2 separate regions of the Zea mays genome follow, and region 1 is linked to region 2. A link is a contact called in public Hi-C data. All regions are on one chromosome and are shown on one strand. The core of a region is the stretch at or near the end of the contact, and the rest is flanking DNA. Distances in the headings are between cores, read along the strand shown. Region 1 holds the start of LOC100281866 (Phosphoribulokinase). Region 2 holds the start of LOC100282825 (seed specific protein Bn15D1B).

Region 1 (3,779 bases), core at 900-3,399, 230 kb before region 2:
AGATATTTATCGTGTTGTCAGCCTGTAATCATTGGTGTAAACCCCTGTAACGATTGTGGTAACACTGTAACCTCGTTGCTGCAGTTTTAGTAGTGTACATTCTTGAGGAATCGTTGTTTCAAACAATTGTTCAGCTGACTCTCAGCTCAAGATGTGTATCCTCAAATATGCCCTCAGCTCCCAAGAGATCGGCTCTCAGAGAATTCCTGAACACAGACAGCTCCATCTAGTGTGACCTGGACATTTGCAAGAAGAATGCCCACGTACCGACATCCACACCAACTCACGCGACATTGCACGAATCTGTCAAAAAGATCGGACCGGACACGCGTGTAGCCTGTACACAACTACACACACGCCTATCCATTCTACACCCGTGCTGATGCGCACGAACACAATCGATGTGTTTGGTTGCCCGTGGGAGCAGAAATAGGCTCTGCACATGTATTGATCAAGTATCGGTCTGCGTTTGATTGTTTGTATGGGACAAAAAAACGAGACCTTGCTAGGGTTGGCCGTCATGGTCAGCGACGTGCGACGATCTGCTCGTAGAGGTCCCTGATCTTGAGCCCGACGATGGTCTGGAAGAGCCCCGTGCCGTTGTTGCTGCCGGGGACGTCGGCGTGCCTGAGCATCTGCTGCGTCACCTCCCCGTAGAACTTGGTTGACAGGTTGCTCAGGTGGGTCTCCACGTAGATGAGCTCGTCCAGCTTGTCGAACTGCCCGTCCATCTCCACCACCGACACCTTACCATCCAAAGGTGTTCATGCCAACGCAAGGACATATATAGCTGTCAGTGAGCTGAAACGCTAGCTGCTGAGACGGCGATGAGTGAGTATATGAGTGGTCGTCACTCGTCAGCTCGTCACCTCGTGTCCGAAGTAGGTGTCGAAGCCGTAGGCGAACCTGATGCCAGGGTAGGAGCAGGAGAGCTTCCGGCCGCAGGGGATCCAGTAGACGGTGGATCCTTCGTCGAAGAGGTGCACGGGGGCGAAGTGCTCCACGCCTTCCTTCATGATCAGCTTCACGCGCACCACCTTGCACTCGTCGTCGCCCGGGATCAGCTGCGTCGGCAGGACCTCGATCACGGCGTCCGCGTACTGCTTCTGCGGCTCTGCACAGCAGCAGGAAGAAGAGGAGCACTCAGCTCTGCACTTTGACTTGCGAATTTTCGGCGTGCAAATGCAAGGTTGCCGGCAGGCTTTCACCAATGTAAGCTTCGAAGTCGGGCTTCCTTGCCTCGATGGAGGCCTTGATGCTCTCAAGGCTGTGCCCACCACGCTCTCCCATGTCTCTCTGCAGTAAATGGTCGTGAAATCGAGGCAGACAACGTCCTGATGGTGACCAGCATCGATACACAACACAACGGACCTGGATTTTCCATGCAAGCTTCACCTCGTTGCTGATGTCCAGGTAGATGCTGAAATCTAGCAGGTCCCTCACGCGCTCGTCGAACCTGACACACGTAACAACAGATAGTAGATTAATTGTTCAGCAGCGCAGCGCATTTTAATTAATGAAAAAAAATGACGAAACGAAATGAGGCAAAAGGGATGCCTCAGTAGTCACATTGGGTGCAGCCCCTTGATGACGAGGATGTTCGGCGGGGTGATGAGCTCGGGCGGGTCGAGGAGGCCGGTGACGTGGTTGTAGACGGGTTTCTCGACGGCGCGGCCCTCCTTGATGGCCCTCACCTGCTCGTACATGAGGTCGAAGTCGACGAACCTCGGATCCAGCGCCGTGACGCCCTTCGCCTTCCGCCCGACCCTGTCCAGCGAGTGGTAGTCGTCCAGGCAGATCACCGTGGTGGTGTCGCTGACGAGCGTGTTGGAGCCCGGGTTCCGGCCGGCCCTCGGTGGCTCCGCCCCGCCGCCCAACACGCTCGCCAGGCGCCGCGTGAACGTGGTCTTCCCGCACCCTGAGTCCGCCGCCACCCCGATCACCACCGTCTTCGAGCACGACACGCGGATGGTGGCGGTGGGGTAGGCTCGACTCCGGCTTCGGAGAAGGATGGCCGTGCCCGCCGGCGAGTAGGGCGAGGTGGCGGCGCTCGTGTGCACCGTGAAGGCCGCCATGGATCAGCCGACTTCCTTGTCTTGTCTTGCTACCGTAGATATATGGTCAGCAGCAAAGGAAAGCGGAAAGCGACGACCATGAAAAAGCTTGGTGGTGGCTTTGTGGATGAAGATATGGTGGGGCCCGCGTGGCTTATTGATCCTCTCCTCCCTCCCTCAGTCCATAAAATAATGTAATTACAGGATCCGTAAAGCTACTGCGAAAGTAGCTTACATTTATAGAGTTTATAGTTAACTAGTTGTGTGCTCGTGCGTTGCAATGGGAGTACGCTGGGATGAGCATCGACACATATCTGATCGGATCTTACATTTTCTTGGGGGGTCTGGAGAAAGTTTGCTCGGAAGCCAAACATGTTAAGACATGTGCATGGGTTATCCTTGTGCCCTATCAACACACTGTTCCGCGCTTGTATGAGTCTTGTTAATTTGCATGCCTCATGTCTCAGTAGCAGTATCAGATTCCTTCAACCGTGGTCAAACCAACTGAAAGATTACATAACAGTGGGAAAACAAACTCACTATAAGTCGAGACATTTTTGTTCTACACTTGTCCTTTACATGAGCAACATATATATTATCTTATCATCAGTTGCTTTTACCACATCATGCTATCCAGAGTTCCAGACAACAACTCCAATATAAATTTCAAATCCAAGAACAACAACCAGTGTAATGAGATATCTGCTCAGGTCTCATACAAGCGCAGAACAGTGTGCTGATGGGGCACAAGGGTAACACATACTCAGGTCTTAACATGTTTAGCTTCCGAGCAAACTTTCTCTAGATCCCCAAGAAAATATAAGATCCGATCAGATATGTGTCGATGCTCATCCCAGCGTATTCCCGTTGTAACGCACGGGCACACACCTAGTGTATATATATATATATATATATATATATATATATATATATATATATAGGGTAGGTATAACGGGAGCCCTGGGCTTCTAATAGTTAAAGGAAGCCCAGGCCGACCACCCCTGCAAACTGGTTCAACCAGCGCGCCCAAACAGGCTGTCGGGTGCGCCACCTGCCCCACGTCTGTTAGCGCAAAAAAAAAGGAATGCATGCATGAGTCAAACACGATCCAATGCATGCGCATAAATTTAGGAAAGATATGTGCGGCAGTTTCTGTTTTTAAAATCCTTTATTTCCTCCATAAATTTAGGATCGCTGCAACAGCCATGCAGCTAGACGCGTAAGGACCATTTTATGATATATACTGAGACTAAATATGCTACACTGTGTTAATAATTATGCAATTCGATATACTGCGTAAAAATCTGTTACCAGCTGCATGCACACGAATTTATGATAAAAATAATGTGCAATGAAAGAAAATGAATTACACGCATAGAAACAAAAAATCGTATTTAATGTTTTATTTCCTTCATAAATATAAGATCCCTCTAACAGCCATGCAGCTAAAACACATTAAATCTAGTTTATGATATATATTGATACAAATTATACTACATGGTGTAGGTATTTATGCAATTCGTTACACTGCGTAAAAAATCTGGCATGTTGTTCACTGGTGGACGCACCTCCGGGTTGGAGCGTAATAACCTTAAGTTTTGAGCATAAAATCCATCAATTATAAGCGTATATACCGAGCCAATGAAAGAGGTTGATAGCTCTAGTAGGTTGTTATTACGATCCTATTTTTATGGCAGATCCGAAAAACATGGCAGTCGCATGCAT
Region 2 (3,705 bases), core at 891-3,390:
GCCAGGCTCTCCCGCCGCCCTTTTTATGAGCGAGCAGCAGTGTGGGCTGGCCTAGCAGCGCCGCGCGGCTCACGCGGCGGGGGGCGGCTTCTCGACGTCCTCGAGCGGGCGGAACCACACCTTCTGGTCCAGCACCGTGCCTCCTGCAGCATCCGCGCCGGCGTCCGGCGCGCCACCAGCGGCCAGCTTGGGGTCCACCGCCGCCGGGCCGAAGACGCCGGTCTTGGGGTGGGGGCTCCAGTACTTGTCGGGGCTCCCGGCGCTGCCGATCACATCGTCCGGCACGAACGCCGGGCGCACCTGGTCCTCCAGGTTCTTGTCGTACGCCGAGGCGTGCACGGCCCTCCTGCACACGGGAACCAGAGAGAGAGAGAGAGAGCGTGTGACGATCGCTAGGTTCATCGCGTTCATGACAAGATGAAAAATCCCAACACCTAGGCTGAAACAATGGCGCCATGGCATCAGAGCTAGCAAACGCATCACGATCGGACTCCCACGCACGGCTGGGCTGCGCGCGCACATGGGCCGAATGGGCCATGGGCGGGCGCGCATGACTTCGTACAAGAGCGAGGCGAGGCCAGGTGGCCCTCCATGATCCCACTCACTCACTCACCACAGCAAACCGTACCACGCCCGGTACTATGTACCATCCACCACACGTCCACACCAAACACCGTCCGATGGGCATGTCACCTACTGCGAGACCCCACGGACGGACGGACGGCCCCGATCGGTCGTCGGCCCGGCGTCCCGCAGCAGCTGGCGCGATGGGATCGAAACAGAATCGTACGGACCGGATGCCAAAGGACGGTAGGTGGGGCCCGGCAGACGCGGATGCTTCTGGTCCCGGTCGTACCGTGGAGAGGGTTCCTTTCTTTCCTTTGAGTGAGAACCAAAGCAAGCGAGCCATGGCAGCCAAGATCGGCAGGTGGGTAGGAGTGAGTGACTGGCCACTGCACTGCCCACTGGTGAGGGTGAGGGTGGAGCCGAGCGACAACTACCGCGCACCAGACCCACCCATCAATCCGCCTTTCGGAAAGCGATGCGATGGAACACGGAAGGCAATCAGGCGAGGTCGCTTGCTGTTTGCTGCGCGGCTTGATGTGCACGTCCTGCGCGCCTCCACTGCTCCTCATCTTCTTTGTGTGGGTGCGCCTGCAGCCTGCTAGTGGCGTGGCGTGGCGTTTGGCTTTTCCAGTTTTCCTAGTGGCAGAGGCTGACAGACAGTTTTGCAGATTTGACAGTCTGAAGTGGGCAGAACCGTAGAACAACAAATACAGTAATATCTACGGAGGAGGGAGAGAAGGACTCCGTGGTACTAGTGTAGTACAAGCACATGGATCTGGCTTTGGTTGGGGTTCTTCTATCACTTCTACGGAGATGGATGGAGTTCTTCTATCACTTATACGGAGATGGTAGTGTGCATTCAAGTTGAAGATACATACTCTCCCTCCTAGTCCTAGACTCCTAGTATGTGTTCTATTGTTCTCGGACGGACGGCCAGAGGATTAAACAAGCTGGGAGATGTTCAGGGTTGCCATATCTACATACTCGTGTGAGAAGATAATCATTCTGTTGTCGCCAACTTCTAGATATTTCTGCTGACCAAAATCTTGGCACCAGCAGCACACTGAACCAACACGAAACAAGGGCTCTCTGCAGAACTAGAGTTATAGTTATCCACGAAGCTAAGATCCTCCCAACAAGTCCCAAGTCGGAGGGGGGCGAAATAAGCACTATCGATCCGAGGGACCGGATCACCGGACCCAGACTCCCAGAGCAAAGCTAAGAACGGCCGTAAAAAGAACAGACAGATCGCTCTGCTACAAGCCTAAAACTACGGCGAGATCTTCGACGAACTGATCAAGAACAAGCACGCTCAAAAATAGTAAAAAAAAAAGCAGAATCACAGGGCAAACCGAAACCCGCGCGTGTGGGGTGAGTGTGGCCCGTCTGAGTACCTCGGCGAGGCGGCCTTGCCGGCGAGGACGCGGCTGACGAAGCTTCCAGCGATCGCCCGCCCCTTGGAGCCAGCTGCTGCTGCCATGCAAAGATCGACCGTTCGGGAGCGGAGGGGAGCGGAGCGGAGCGGAGGAAGTCACCAAGCCAACAGTGGACAGGCAGGCTGATGAAAGGGTGCGGTGGGTTTTCGATTCCGTGGACTCCTACCGGCTGCCTCGTTTTATAGCGCCCGGGGCCCCCCGGGACCACCACCAGCGTGCACCGTGCAGGCCACCACCGTCCGAGCGAGCCGGTGCCATGCCGGCGCACCGTCGTACAGGTACGGCGCCTGCTGTTGCTGTTGGCTACTGCGTAAACAAAAGGGCAACGGAGCAGCTACGGCGGCTATTGGGGAGCAGCAGCACTGACGGTGACGGCAACCTTCCCGCTCCTGATCGGAACGTCCAGCTGTGCGTCCAACTACCTGCCAACGGCCAGCAGCATCGCCGTCCGGATAGCGACGTCACCTTGGAACCTCCATCAACGCTGGGCCGTCTGATCTGATCATGTCATGTGTGGCTGGCTGGCTCCTACTACGAGTACTACTATCATTGCGCGCGGCTCTTACCCCTTGAGAATGGTGCTATCCATGTGTCATTTCTCTCATGGCAAGTGTGCGTGTACAAAACTGCAGATAACTCGGTTTGTACCTGACCGTGCGGGCTACAATAGCACACGTAGCCCGCGTGATGCGGCACTGTTTGTTTCGCCGTAATGGGTTTAATTACTGTAAGGAATCACATTATTCAATTCGTGACAGGGGACTGCGGACGGGACGGTGGACGGTTGGACTGAGGAGCCTGCATTAGTTTCATCTGCGAGAGGGGGAAATGTCGGTCGCCAATGATAAACAAAAGCGGTTTTCTAGACGACCTTACCGGCTGCTAAGACGTACGTGCTTGCAACATACTTTTGTTAGTCATAGATAGACATGGGTATCCAAGACTATCTTCGGCAGACTTCTTATTTCACTATCTTCGGCAGACTTCTTATTTCACTTCATATCTCACACCATATTTTAAAGTTCATTCTGCAAACAGTATAATATATGATTCAAAACAATACTTTAGACGGCCGTTTACACGGACTGCTGAAGATAGCCTAAAGAAACTCTAATTCGTTTATCATGGGGTTTTTGTTCGCAGAAAACCACGATCTCCTCTGGTTTCATTCCTCTTATGTTTCCCTCTTTCATATCAAACTTGATCCCTCCTCACTGATTGAAGGCTCGTTTGAAATCTTCCATCGCAACAGAAACTCTAGTCCTGCGTGGGGCGTGCGGATGGATGGGTATTGTACCGGCGTGGCAAGTTTCTAGAACATATCCGTTAGATATCCTACCTATTTTTTATATCTCAAATTATCATTTTAGAAGGTAAGTTGTTGCTGCATACTTTTATAAGTTTATTATAAGAATAGGTTTAAATATCTATCTAATAATACTAAATACATATTCTAACAGATAATATAAAAAGAAGTACGAGAATCTATGGCGCCAAATGCTGCCATATTACTTTTATGGTGACGTAGACGCCAATAATTCGAAATAAGATGCAGCGTCCATGATGTCAAACCTTGACATTAGGATCTATCGCGTCGTCGAATGCTGCTATATTATTTTTGTGGTGACTTAGACGCCGATAACTCGAAGTCATATACATTATCATACTGTAAGACAAAAAAAACAGTCTTGGTTCTATCAAA

The links. A called contact is a pair of places that touch in the nucleus more often than the background predicts.
Region 1: a contact with region 2 is called in a Hi-C map of endosperm, with 3 times the contacts expected there. The contact joins the promoter of LOC100281866 here to the promoter of LOC100282825 in region 2. A contact is called at or near these places in 7 of 25 Hi-C or Micro-C datasets (bundle sheath, ear, endosperm and 3 more).

What each region holds. Positions count from the first base shown.
Region 1 is chr2:13,433,028-13,436,806 of Zm-B73-REFERENCE-NAM-5.0, reverse strand. It overlaps LOC100281866 (Phosphoribulokinase), which reads right to left and starts at 2,149. Exons shown (of 5, transcript NM_001154786.2): 1 at 1,570-2,149; 2 at 1,372-1,456; 3 at 1,209-1,296; 4 at 870-1,114; 5 at 228-746. The coding sequence starts at 2,075. The coding sequence ends at 525. It overlaps LOC100273828 (26S proteasome non-ATPase regulatory subunit 13 homolog A), which reads left to right. Exons shown (of 5, transcript NM_001148227.2): 5 at 1-120.
Region 2 is chr2:13,204,392-13,208,096 of Zm-B73-REFERENCE-NAM-5.0, reverse strand. LOC100282825 (seed specific protein Bn15D1B) reads right to left here and starts at 2,140. Exons shown (of 2, transcript NM_001155731.2): 1 at 1,962-2,140; 2 at 1-346. The coding sequence starts at 2,047. The coding sequence ends at 70.